2 separate regions of the Mus musculus genome follow, and region 2 is linked to region 1. The links are chromatin contacts, called in public promoter capture Hi-C maps. All regions are on one chromosome and are shown on one strand. The core of a region is the stretch at or near the end of the contact, and the rest is flanking DNA. Distances in the headings are between cores, read along the strand shown. Region 1 holds the start of H1f2 (H1.2 linker histone, cluster member). Region 2 holds the start of Mrs2 (MRS2 magnesium transporter).

The links. Promoter capture Hi-C pulls out the DNA fragments that hold promoters and counts their contacts.
Region 2: a contact with region 1 is called in a promoter capture Hi-C map of pre-B cells. The contact joins the promoter of Mrs2 here to the promoter of H1f2 in region 1. A contact is called at or near these places in 2 of 39 promoter capture datasets (liver and pre-B cells).

The regions. Positions count from the first base shown.
Region 1 is chr13:23,736,262-23,741,645 of GRCm38.p6, forward strand. H1f2 (H1.2 linker histone, cluster member) reads left to right here and starts at 2,546. Exons shown (of 1, transcript NM_015786.3): 1 at 2,546-3,270. The coding sequence starts at 2,588. The coding sequence ends at 3,226.
Region 2 is chr13:25,017,890-25,023,273 of GRCm38.p6, forward strand. It overlaps Mrs2 (MRS2 magnesium transporter), which reads right to left and starts at 2,428. Exons shown (of 11, transcript NM_001013389.2): 1 at 2,193-2,428; 2 at 631-704. The coding sequence starts at 2,355.

The DNA of each region.
Region 1 (5,384 bases), core at 1,296-3,795:
CAAATGTACGAGATCACATGACATCATCATGTTTCATCAGTGTCCTCATTTCATTGGTAGCTATCCAGTGATACTGAGTCTAAAGGTCATATCTCCAATCTAACCTTTTGCTTGGAGCACATATGAATAGAAGTTTTCTTGCCCATGATCTTATTCAACTTACTTTAAAATTTCAGACTCCATCATTAAGTCTCAGGTTGCTTTCAAGTTCCACATTTTATAGTTTCCATTTTAGAGGGTGACATCTGAAGGTTCTGATTGGATGCCCTTAGGACAGTCTGACTAATAAGCTTCAGCATGTAATTTTTCGAACTATTAAAAAATATGACTCATATATAAATATTATATGTAGTAAGCTCATGTATATGTCAAAGAATGATGGAAGTCATTAGTGAGTAAGCAAGCTGGATGACTTTTTAGTTCAGTGAAGAATACAGGAAAATAAACTGTGCATTTACTCAGAGAAAGAATGAGAGCTGAATGAATCCTCAAAAATTAGAGATATAATTTATTATTGTACAATACAAACATAACTTTCAGGGTTATCTTTTCTATTGGAAGCAATGAATTTGCATCTACACCAGGCAAGCTTTATTAGTTAATTGCATTAAAGAGCTATGATTTGATTGATTCGGCTTGAAAGGCTATAAGTTAAAAAATTACAACAATCAAATGAACAAATCTAGGATTTTACAAATAATTTGACAATTTACAGTGACAGGAAAGTGAGCAAACTGGAGAGCTAGATCACACACAGCTATTTTCCTGGGGGAGATGGACAACTATCAGATGAGGAGGACATTCGTTCATTTCCCACGTAATCAGAGCAAGGTGACATGTTCTCATTTCTTTCATTGAAGCATATTGGTATGACGAAGGTGCTTGAGTTGTGTACTTTCAATAATGCCTTGCAATTCCCATTTCAAAGTCCACACAGGAAGGCAACTCTTAAAGTGGTTCTATTGCTAGCAATTAGTCCATCCCTAATCCCATTAGGCTGTTAATTCCCAGAGGACACAAGCCTAGGAGATGCTGCTTGCAAGTGCTAAACTAAGGTTATTACGTGAAACCACGCGGCCATTCTCAGTCTTATAAAATATGCTTTGTTTCACAAACATCCCTGAACTCAATTTGTATAACCTTGGGACTTTACCACGCTTTAGTGCTGACAAACTCATCACATGTTTTTATGTAGACATATACTTAAACAGAGATTTCTGATAAAATTAGGGGAACTTCCTTTGCCCCATGTATTAATTATACTAGCAGAGAGTTTATCTTGTATTTTCTCTAACAACAAAACCATGTTGTAGTTATTGAAATATGAAGCTGAAAACCTTAAGCTAACAAAGCAAAGTTGACTAGAATGCAGATTGCCATATTCCGAGGAACTGAGAAGAGATGACATACAGCTGTCCACTATAGATGACATGATAATTTGTACTTATCTTGTCTCTTATCTTATTGGTAAAATTGGTTACATTTTCTATTTCAAATATTTAGCTTGTTCAAATCTATGCCAAAGGTAACCTTTGGAAAGCCAGTAAGTTTACTGACATCTGCATCTCATAGTCTCCAAGTCTAGAAGGTCCTCCTGTACTAAGACAAACTATTTTCTAGATTAGAATTCCCGTGCACTGAAACTTATATCTGTATTGCTGCCAAATAAGCAACTAAATCCTCATCACTTTAAAAACAGATCTTTCAAAGACTCTAATTTGGCATTTGGGGGAGAGGAGGGCTCATATAGACTTTTAGGGTTCCTTTCCCTTCTTATTATCTTTATTCTTCAGAGCTAGACCCCTACCTTGCAAAACTCAGAGGGGAACCAGGAGCTTTAAAAATATAGCCCAAGGTCTCCCTTTATAGAAGTCAATGGGGTGCCCCGCCCCCACCAATGTAAAGCATTTTAAAGTCAGTGTCTTTAAATCAGATATTTAAGTCCTAACCCCCCCCACCACATTATACACCCCCAAGGCCTATGAACCCCCTCTCAATTTACCCCAAGTGTTTTATACTGGAAATCCCAGTCCTAGTCCATAGTTGTGGTGGGTCTGTAATCAGAAGTCACTAAGGACTTGTGTTACTTCCCTTGCGAAGAAACAGAATAATTGTGAAAATTTAGGCGGAAATCGTTTCATTTTTGTCCCTAAATTAAGGGAAGGATGTGCTCTATAATCCCTGAGAAAAAGAACTTTCAAGGGCAAAGGAGCGACCAGGTAATTTAGAAGAAAAACAGAAAGTGGTCTCTATCTACCCCGGACTTCCTTTGGAGTTGGGGGAATTAGGGACTCCTAGGCGCGTTGTCTTTAGGGATGAGGAAAAAATAAACATATATCCTGAAGCCTGAGACTTCTCGGATCCTTTACCGACCAAACTCGAGAGATTTGGTGCAAGATATTTTAATATTTTCTCCTTTTTGTGAAGTGTAACAAACACAAGTTGGGCGCAGCGCGGCTGCTCAGAGCTTGCCAGGCAGGCCGCTGGAGCACCAATCAGCGCGCGCCTGCGCTCTATATATACAGCGCCGGGCCCGCGCTACTCTATCGGCGTACTGCCACTAGTTCCTGACTTCCAGAGACTCATCATGTCTGAGGCTGCTCCTGCTGCCCCCGCTGCCGCGCCCCCTGCGGAGAAGGCGCCTGCCAAAAAGAAGGCCGCCAAGAAGCCCGCCGGGGTGCGCCGTAAGGCGTCCGGACCCCCGGTGTCCGAGCTCATCACCAAGGCTGTGGCCGCCTCCAAGGAGCGCAGCGGCGTGTCCCTGGCTGCGCTCAAGAAGGCGCTGGCGGCCGCGGGGTACGATGTGGAGAAGAACAACAGCCGCATCAAGCTCGGCCTGAAGAGCCTGGTGAGCAAGGGCATCCTGGTGCAAACCAAGGGCACCGGTGCCTCCGGCTCCTTCAAACTCAACAAGAAGGCGGCTTCTGGCGAGGCCAAACCCCAGGCTAAGAAGGCAGGCGCGGCCAAGGCGAAGAAGCCCGCGGGAGCAGCCAAGAAGCCTAAGAAGGCGACTGGTGCTGCCACACCCAAAAAGGCGGCCAAGAAGACCCCGAAGAAGGCGAAGAAGCCCGCGGCGGCGGCTGTGACCAAGAAAGTGGCCAAGAGCCCAAAGAAGGCGAAGGTCACCAAGCCCAAGAAGGTCAAGAGCGCGTCTAAAGCCGTAAAGCCAAAGGCTGCCAAGCCCAAGGTTGCCAAGGCCAAGAAGGTTGCAGCCAAGAAAAAGTAGGCTGCCTCCCCTAACAATCCAAAAGGCTCTTTTCAGAGCCACCACTCCCACTTAAGAGCTGTGACATTTGTGTGATTAATGAAGCAAGGTTGCAAGGGACTCGATCCCGGCAGCACTCGCTCCCCCGGTGGGATGGGTGGGGTTGCGTGTCCCACCTAGACTTGTTTGTGCTGGGCTGCTCAGGAAGTGCTATGGGCTGGAACACCCTCCCACGGCTGTCAGCAGCAGAAAGCAACCCTCGGCGCTAGTTCGTATTGGACTGCAAGGTGATTTGAAAGTTCCGCCCTGCTTGTGGGTTGGCTCACTCCGGCCCAGGACTCTAGTTCTTCGTTTGATTGGGCGCCATCCCGAAGTTTGAGCTTCCTGCCTGGAGAAACGCATCCGGGGCTTGTAGGTGGCTTCTATGCTCAGCCTCTTGTGGGGGTTAGCCTGGAAGTTTGGGAGAAGGTGGGGTGCTGGCGCCAACGAACTGCCTTCCTTAATATTAAAGACATGGGGTAGCTGCCGGAACGACTAGCCTGCACAGTTAAGTTGGACTCGGGACTGAGACGATTGCTTCTCGTACTTTCGGTTTGTTTGCCACAGCGATGGAGTTGTGGGTTGAACTGCGTCACAACCTTTTGTCAGCCATTTTTTTTTCAAGTTTTTTACCATTACCAATTACACTTGCTTTGCCTTATTTTGATCAGCATAGTTGTAGATTAACTTTGTTTTGCCTCAGCTTCCCGAAGCGCTTGCTTTATACGTGTGTGTCGTCACTGAAGATTGACCTTGTATGAATACTGAGGTTTCTTGGTAATGCTTTGTACAATCCAAAATGTTAAATTGGCTATCTGTTGAAAGTGTATGCTTCTAATAAAAAGCGTTTAGTTTTCATTCACTGTTGGACTCTTTCATACCCACAGTCTTTGAGAGATTCAGATTGCTGATTTGTTGCAGCCTGGATCATATTTCTGGTGTACCCTATAGTGAGATGTGAAACGTGCTTTTTGGAGACCTAAACCAGAAATTTGTTCAGTGGATCCAGTGTTGATTTCAGTGACCTAAGTGTTTAACGTGGGAAAGCCAGATCAGAAAGTAAAAATCCGTTTTCTCCCAGTGTTTTGAGCCCTCACTTTAAATGAGCGAACAGCTGTTTTAGTACAGAGCATGATAAATAGACCCATCTTCCCAATTCCATGCCCTCGGGACCGACTCTCTCGATTCTTCCCAGCTTTTATTTCATGTTTGTCATAGGTTAAATTCCTCGAATAACCTGAATCTCAACTTTCTGCGTCTTTTTTTGTAGTTTCTAAGGTAGAATTAGACAAACTCTTCTCGGTGCTATCGTCAATGTGGAGGATACTTGGTACGTAGCAATGATTCAAATATTGTTTGGTAAACTTATAATAGGAAATAACTAATTCTCACAACCTTTTTGTTATTTTTGTTGCTGTCAGACCACCCCCACCCCACCCCACTCCACCCCACCCCACCTCACCCCCGCCCTCTCCCAACCCCATCTCTGAGATAGGGTTTCTCTGAATAGTTATGGCTGTCTTGGAAGACTAGGTTGACATTAAACCCTCGCCACCTCTAGGCCTCTTCTCAAAATCTTTCAAGTCTTTCCGTCTATATTCGTTGTTAAGGGGACTGAACGTGCTAGCAGTTATTCTACCACTGAAATGTGTCCCTGACAATGTATTTGAAGATATTGTTAGTATCCCAACACTCAGAGAAAAGCTTCTTGGTATTTTTATTGAGATTGTGTTAAAGCACATTTGTGGAACTAGCAGTTTTCTTATGTAAAAACAAACATGTTATCTATCTATAGATCTTTGAATTTTCTCCAAATATGTTCCAATATTTTTAACCCTAGAAGCATCTTTATGTTGTTCGCAATAATAATTTATGAAATTTTATTTCTGTAGGAACAAAGAAAGTGGACATTAAAACCACTTAGTTATTGAAGCCATCGCTGCACAAATGAATTAAGAATTTTAGACCAGGTCTGTTCATTGATACATAAGGTGAGAACAGATCCATGCACATATGTAACTTTAAAATCGAAAAGCAGTATTCATAGGGAAAATCCATTTTAAATCTATTTAAAATCCATTTTAAATAACATACATCTCAGTCCAGAATGTATGTTATTTCTAATGTTCTACTAGCTACC
Region 2 (5,384 bases), core at 1,178-3,677, 1.3 Mb after region 1:
CCCTTCCCGGGCATGCACACCTCTTCCAGGGGATTCTAAACAGACTCAGATAAAATATGAAGTGTTCACTAAGGAGGCTTTGGGGCTGTGGCTCAGTTGGCAGAGTGCTTGTCTGGCACACAAAAGGCCCCAGGATCAATAACCAGGCTGCATAAAGTAGGTGTGGTGGCGCATTAAATCATGGGATAGTGGCACACACCTGCTACACTACAACTTGAGAGGGCAGAGCCAGGCGGACAAGTTCAAGATCACCCTAGACCACATAGCAAGTCTGAAGTGAGCTAAGTTACATTAGACTTGTTCTCCCTCCAACCCCTTCTCCCCAGCCTCCAACCCCTTCTCCCCAGCCCCCTGAAAAAAAAGAAAAGAAAAGAAACATGCTTCTGGTGGAAGCCTTTAACACGTACTACAAAAACACCTTAATTTTATCGACAAGGGGAAAACGTCTGAGCTGTCATTGGAAGAGCCTGTTCCGTATAGCCAGAACCCCAGTCATCAGCAAAGCTTCAAGACTTCCTCTAGACCAATCTCTCAGGAGCTTGGGTCACTGGCCAAACACAGCACAGAGGCAAATACCTCCTCTGACTCCAACCCTGTGAACTGGCAAGTGATTGGACGCTGCGTACTCACCACAGCAAACACCTGGGCCACGCTGGCTAAAGTGGCTTGAGAGGCATCCGAGGTTCTAAACCGGAGCACATCACCTGAGAACAAAGGAGAGAATGAATGGCCCGTGCTAACCCATTTTCTTGGAGGGGAAACTGTAGCTCTAATAGTCCATGGAGCCTTAAGAAGACACTTGTTTGGTTAGGCTTCCAGCTAATCATTCTATCCATCTTCTTACCCACCACTTCCATGTACTAAACTCATACAACTTGTTAACTGAGGTCTGTCTGTCCTTGCTCTGTGATTAGAAAGGTCAGTTGGGGCTGGGGCAACCAGTGCCTGTCTAAAATGCACAAGGCCCTGGGCTTTGTCCAAAGCACTGTACAAAAGTAATAAAATAACACTTACATTTGTTTATTGGGTGTGTTTGAGTACTGTGGAAGTCAGAAGTCTATTCTCTCCTTCTACCATGTAAGCTCTAGGGACAAGAGTCACAAGTTAAGTTCCTGGGTCTTACAGACCACTTGGTTCCCAAGTATTATCAAGGGAGGAAAAAAGCTTGTGGCAAAAGACCTGGGTGTGGGGAAGGGGGTGTTGACTGACAGCAGCTCATTATGGGAAAAATTTAAGTACAATTCAAAAAAGAGTAGTAGCCCAAACCACTCTTGTCAGGACTGTTTCTGTGCAGTCACATTTGTGGAAAACGCTGTCCTCAGGTTTCACCAAAGCATCAGCAAAGAAAGACTCCTCTGTCTTCCCCCAGCGTTTTTTGCTCCCTTGGCTGGCTACTTGCAGAGTAGACTTCGCCAAGGGTTAATTAATGCTCATCACTGGCTTCACATTCAAACTCAGTTCTAGGAATTCCCTACTTTATTCCAAGGCAACTATGTAACTGTATCAATGTGCCCAGAAGAAAGTAACATAATAAACAGAATTAATAACACCCCAACCTTGCTAATTGTAGCTTCCTGCTGCCCAACATCGACTTTGGTCTGGGCTCCACAGCAGAGTTTCAAGCCAGCTTGGATTACTGTGAGACCACGACTCGAAACAAACAAAACTCCCACCTAACAGAATTCTGGGACACGAAAATAGAAGGGAGCATAAGGAAGTAAAAGGGCCAGTAGGATGAGGGGGTTTCAGGAAAAAGTATGTATAAAAGTGCTGTCATAAACCCTTTACTTTGGGCTGAGCAGATGGCCAGCAAAATGCATGCCGCCAAGCCCTGCGTTAAGACAACTGATTCGAGCAAGCTGTCATCTGACCTCCACATACAAACTCAGAGAAGGCCGTTTAAATGCTAATTTTAAAACAATAACAAAACAAACGAAAGTAGCCAATGAGGCGGTTAACGCTTCTAACGGCTTCATTCAGAAGGATGAGACCGGACTGCTGTCAATTGGCGGCCAGCCTGGGCAACACAAGGAGACCCTGTCCCAATAAGCAAGAAACCGCAATCAAGTCCTCGCAGTGCTGGCCGGAGCACTGAGGGCCGGGTGAGCCCGGCAAGGCCGAGCGGCGGTGAGGATGGCGGGGCCAAGGGCAGGCGGGACAGAGGCCGCCGGGGCCCCGCGGGACGCGCGTACCTGCAGCGCGGGCTGTGCTCGACGCTTTCGGGCTCCGGGAGCGCAAAGGGGTCGCGCGGCCGCCGCAGGCAGCGAGGCTCAGGCGCGCGACCGCCGTCCACAGGGCCCTCCGGGGCTGCGCGGCGCGGGGCAGCAGCCCGGGCAGGCAGCGCAGGCATTCCATGGCGCGCGGGCAACCGGGAAGCCGCCCCAGGACGCCGGTCCGACATGCCGGAACTCGGGTCAACCGGCTCACCGCGACAACCGCGCACCGCGCCTGCGCGAGCCGTCCCGCGCCTGCGCGCTGCCGTCCACGCATGCTCCGGCGTGGTGTCTGGTGACTGCCGACCCGGTCTGCGTCCGTAACAGAGCCAGGACGTGCAAGTGTGAAGGTAGACTGACCAAAGCAGCTCAGCTCCGAAAGTGTCCATTGTTTCGAGGAGCTGCGGATTGATTCTACTTTCTGGAAAGGTCCCCTATGTATCTATGTATGCACAAATATACAGTTGGGAGATGAGGAAGTTACCACTATTAGTAAATCAAATAAGTTTTATTTAAGGCTACTGTGTTTAAAACTCACTTTGAAGGGACAGTGCGTTAAGCTTTTGCTGTAGAACAAGGAAAAGCCCAAGCGAGCAGTGTGCTGGCGCATAGCTGCAATCCCTCCAGAGTTCAAGGTCATTCTTAACTAGAGTGTAAGGCCAGTCTGCACTACTTGATATCAGTCTAGTTAATCACACCCCTCAGCCCGCCCCCAGAGAAAATAAATATTTGTCAATAGACTTGTTGTTTACATCACAATACTAAAGACAGACTTGAGTTTCAGAACTTTCTTCACTGATATATGAACATGGAGCTATGGGGATGTTGGACTATTTATCTTGCCGGGCACTAAGGATTGAGTAGAACAGTGGGAAGCTGTGGACAAAAGGAAAGTTCCAGAAGAGACCATGGATGTTTGGCTTGGACACCGAGAGCTAGAAGTACTTTAAGCATTGCTAGTAGGACGAGCCTTGAATGTACAGAAAGGACATGATAGAGGTTTCACTTCATTAGAACTTTGATGTGCTAAATCTTTGAAAAACATGTGCCAGGAAATAGTCATTCAAGAAAAATAATTATTTAAAAAACACTTCATTGCCGCCGCCCCCTACCCCGCACCATGACATGACCTTTGAAAAACATTGGGCAAGTGCTGGCAGCTGTTCAGACACATGGTCTTGTTAATAGTCCAATTTATGTTTATTGGTTTTTTGTTTTATTTTGTTTTGTTTTTCGAGACACGGTTTCTCTGTGTAGCCCTGGCTGTCCTGGAACTCACTCTGTAGACCAGGCTGGCCTTGAACTCAGAAATCCGCCTGCCCCTGCCTCTCGAGTGCTGGGATTAAAGGCGTGCGCCAACCATGCCCGGCTTTATTTAGGTTTTTAAAAGCAGGGTTAGGACATTGAACAGAACACCTTGGACATGTCAGGCCAATGTGGCACGTTGTTACTCAGGACTCAAAACTGTCTGAGCAGTAAAGCACATATTAGGTCATTGTATCCAGCCCTAGAATTAGCACCAAATCTAGGACTTTTCTCCACCATGAAGTTGTTAAAAGAAAAGGTAAAGCCACTGCAAATTAAGGGAGAAAATGGACAAACAGCACATCAGGTTAACTGCAACAAGACAAAACGAAAAACCAACCAAACCAACCAACCAACAAACAAACCAACAAACAAACAAACAAAAACAAAAACAAAAAAACCCACCCATGACTATAGTATTCTATCTGAAAAAAAAAATCAAACCAACGTCAAGCTGGGTGTAGTGGTATGTGCTATAACCTAAGCCCATGGGAAATGGAAGCTGAGCAACTAGAGTCAAGGCTAGCCTCGGCTACATAGTAAGGTCCAGGCTAGCCTTATCCGAAAAACAAAATCAATCGGTCTCCTGCAGAGGGGATCCATCTTGCCTTGTATCCTAACTAGTCCCCTCTACACCTCAAGGTGGGATTGAACTTTACGCTGCTTAAGCCTCAAGGTGGGGTTGACCGGTAGGATCCGCTTCCAGGGTTAGGGCCTCACATCCTATCCTGCACCTCCTCTAAGCTGCGAAGCTCGGAGATCCCTCTCCTTCTAAGTTCTTTGGGTTGCCTGGCAAAAGCTTATTAAAGATGTAAGAGATCTTTTGGTTTGGGACATTTGGAGTCAACACCAGTGTTCTGGACAATTTTATTTAGAAAGGAGTCATGAGCTACTGACTATGGCAGAGGGCAAAGCTTCCAGACCAAATAAAGTTAACATTTTCTATGCCACATTGAGGCTTTCCTAGGGCAACCCTTTGTGGGGGCTCAGATCTGCTGCTTCTCCTCTTGGTTTGTTCCCAATCCCAGCTCCCAGCCCTAATGATCAGCGTCCTGATAACCCTGACATGTGAGCCATGCATTGCAGGAAGCGGGTGCCTGGTGGCTATGGGCCAGGGCTTGGGGACAGCCACACTTTCTGCAACACTATGCAATTCCTGGAGCACCTGCCAGGATCAAAGCCATGATGGAGCCTGCAGGCCAAGAGCCAGGCCCAACCCTGCTGGCTGGAGAAGCGTTTTGCCCTTAACTTCCCTGGCCACAGTCAGCCCTGTCCCATGGCCTCAGTCTGTCCAGTAGCTCCCATGCCCACTGTCCCTGCCTCCATGGGGCTTGCTAGGGTTTTTATACCTAGAGAAACGTTCCCCTCCCCTCTGGGCCTCCTTTTACTCTGACCTGTGAATATTTTTAACTCTGTAAATAAGACCAGCTCTTGGAAAACAGAGACTATTTTATCAGCTGTCAGTCCTTTTCTTGTTCGATGATGCACCCCACAGGACATTTCTACTCAGGCTCTAAGGAACAAATAAAAGTGTTTTGAAGGTCTTCCACCAGGAAGCCCTCTCAGCTTTCATCATTCAGGGCAGCCGTCATTGGAACTGAAGGCTCCTCTGAGAGGGTTGGCCTTTCTCCCATCTGGTGCTTCCCTCTTTTCAGAGGTGGACAACACCTGGCTTCTTGGGACCTGTTGGGGCAGCTGTTTCCCTTTCGTTGGTTTCTGCAGTAGTAGGAGCTATTGGCTCTTTCAGCTTGCTTATCTCTGGGGTTCCACCACCCTAAGAACTTTATGTATTAAAAAAAGGTTTATTAAGCCCCAAACTTTTGAGGCTGGAAGTCCAAGGCAAGGTGGTTCTGTCAGTTTGGTTTC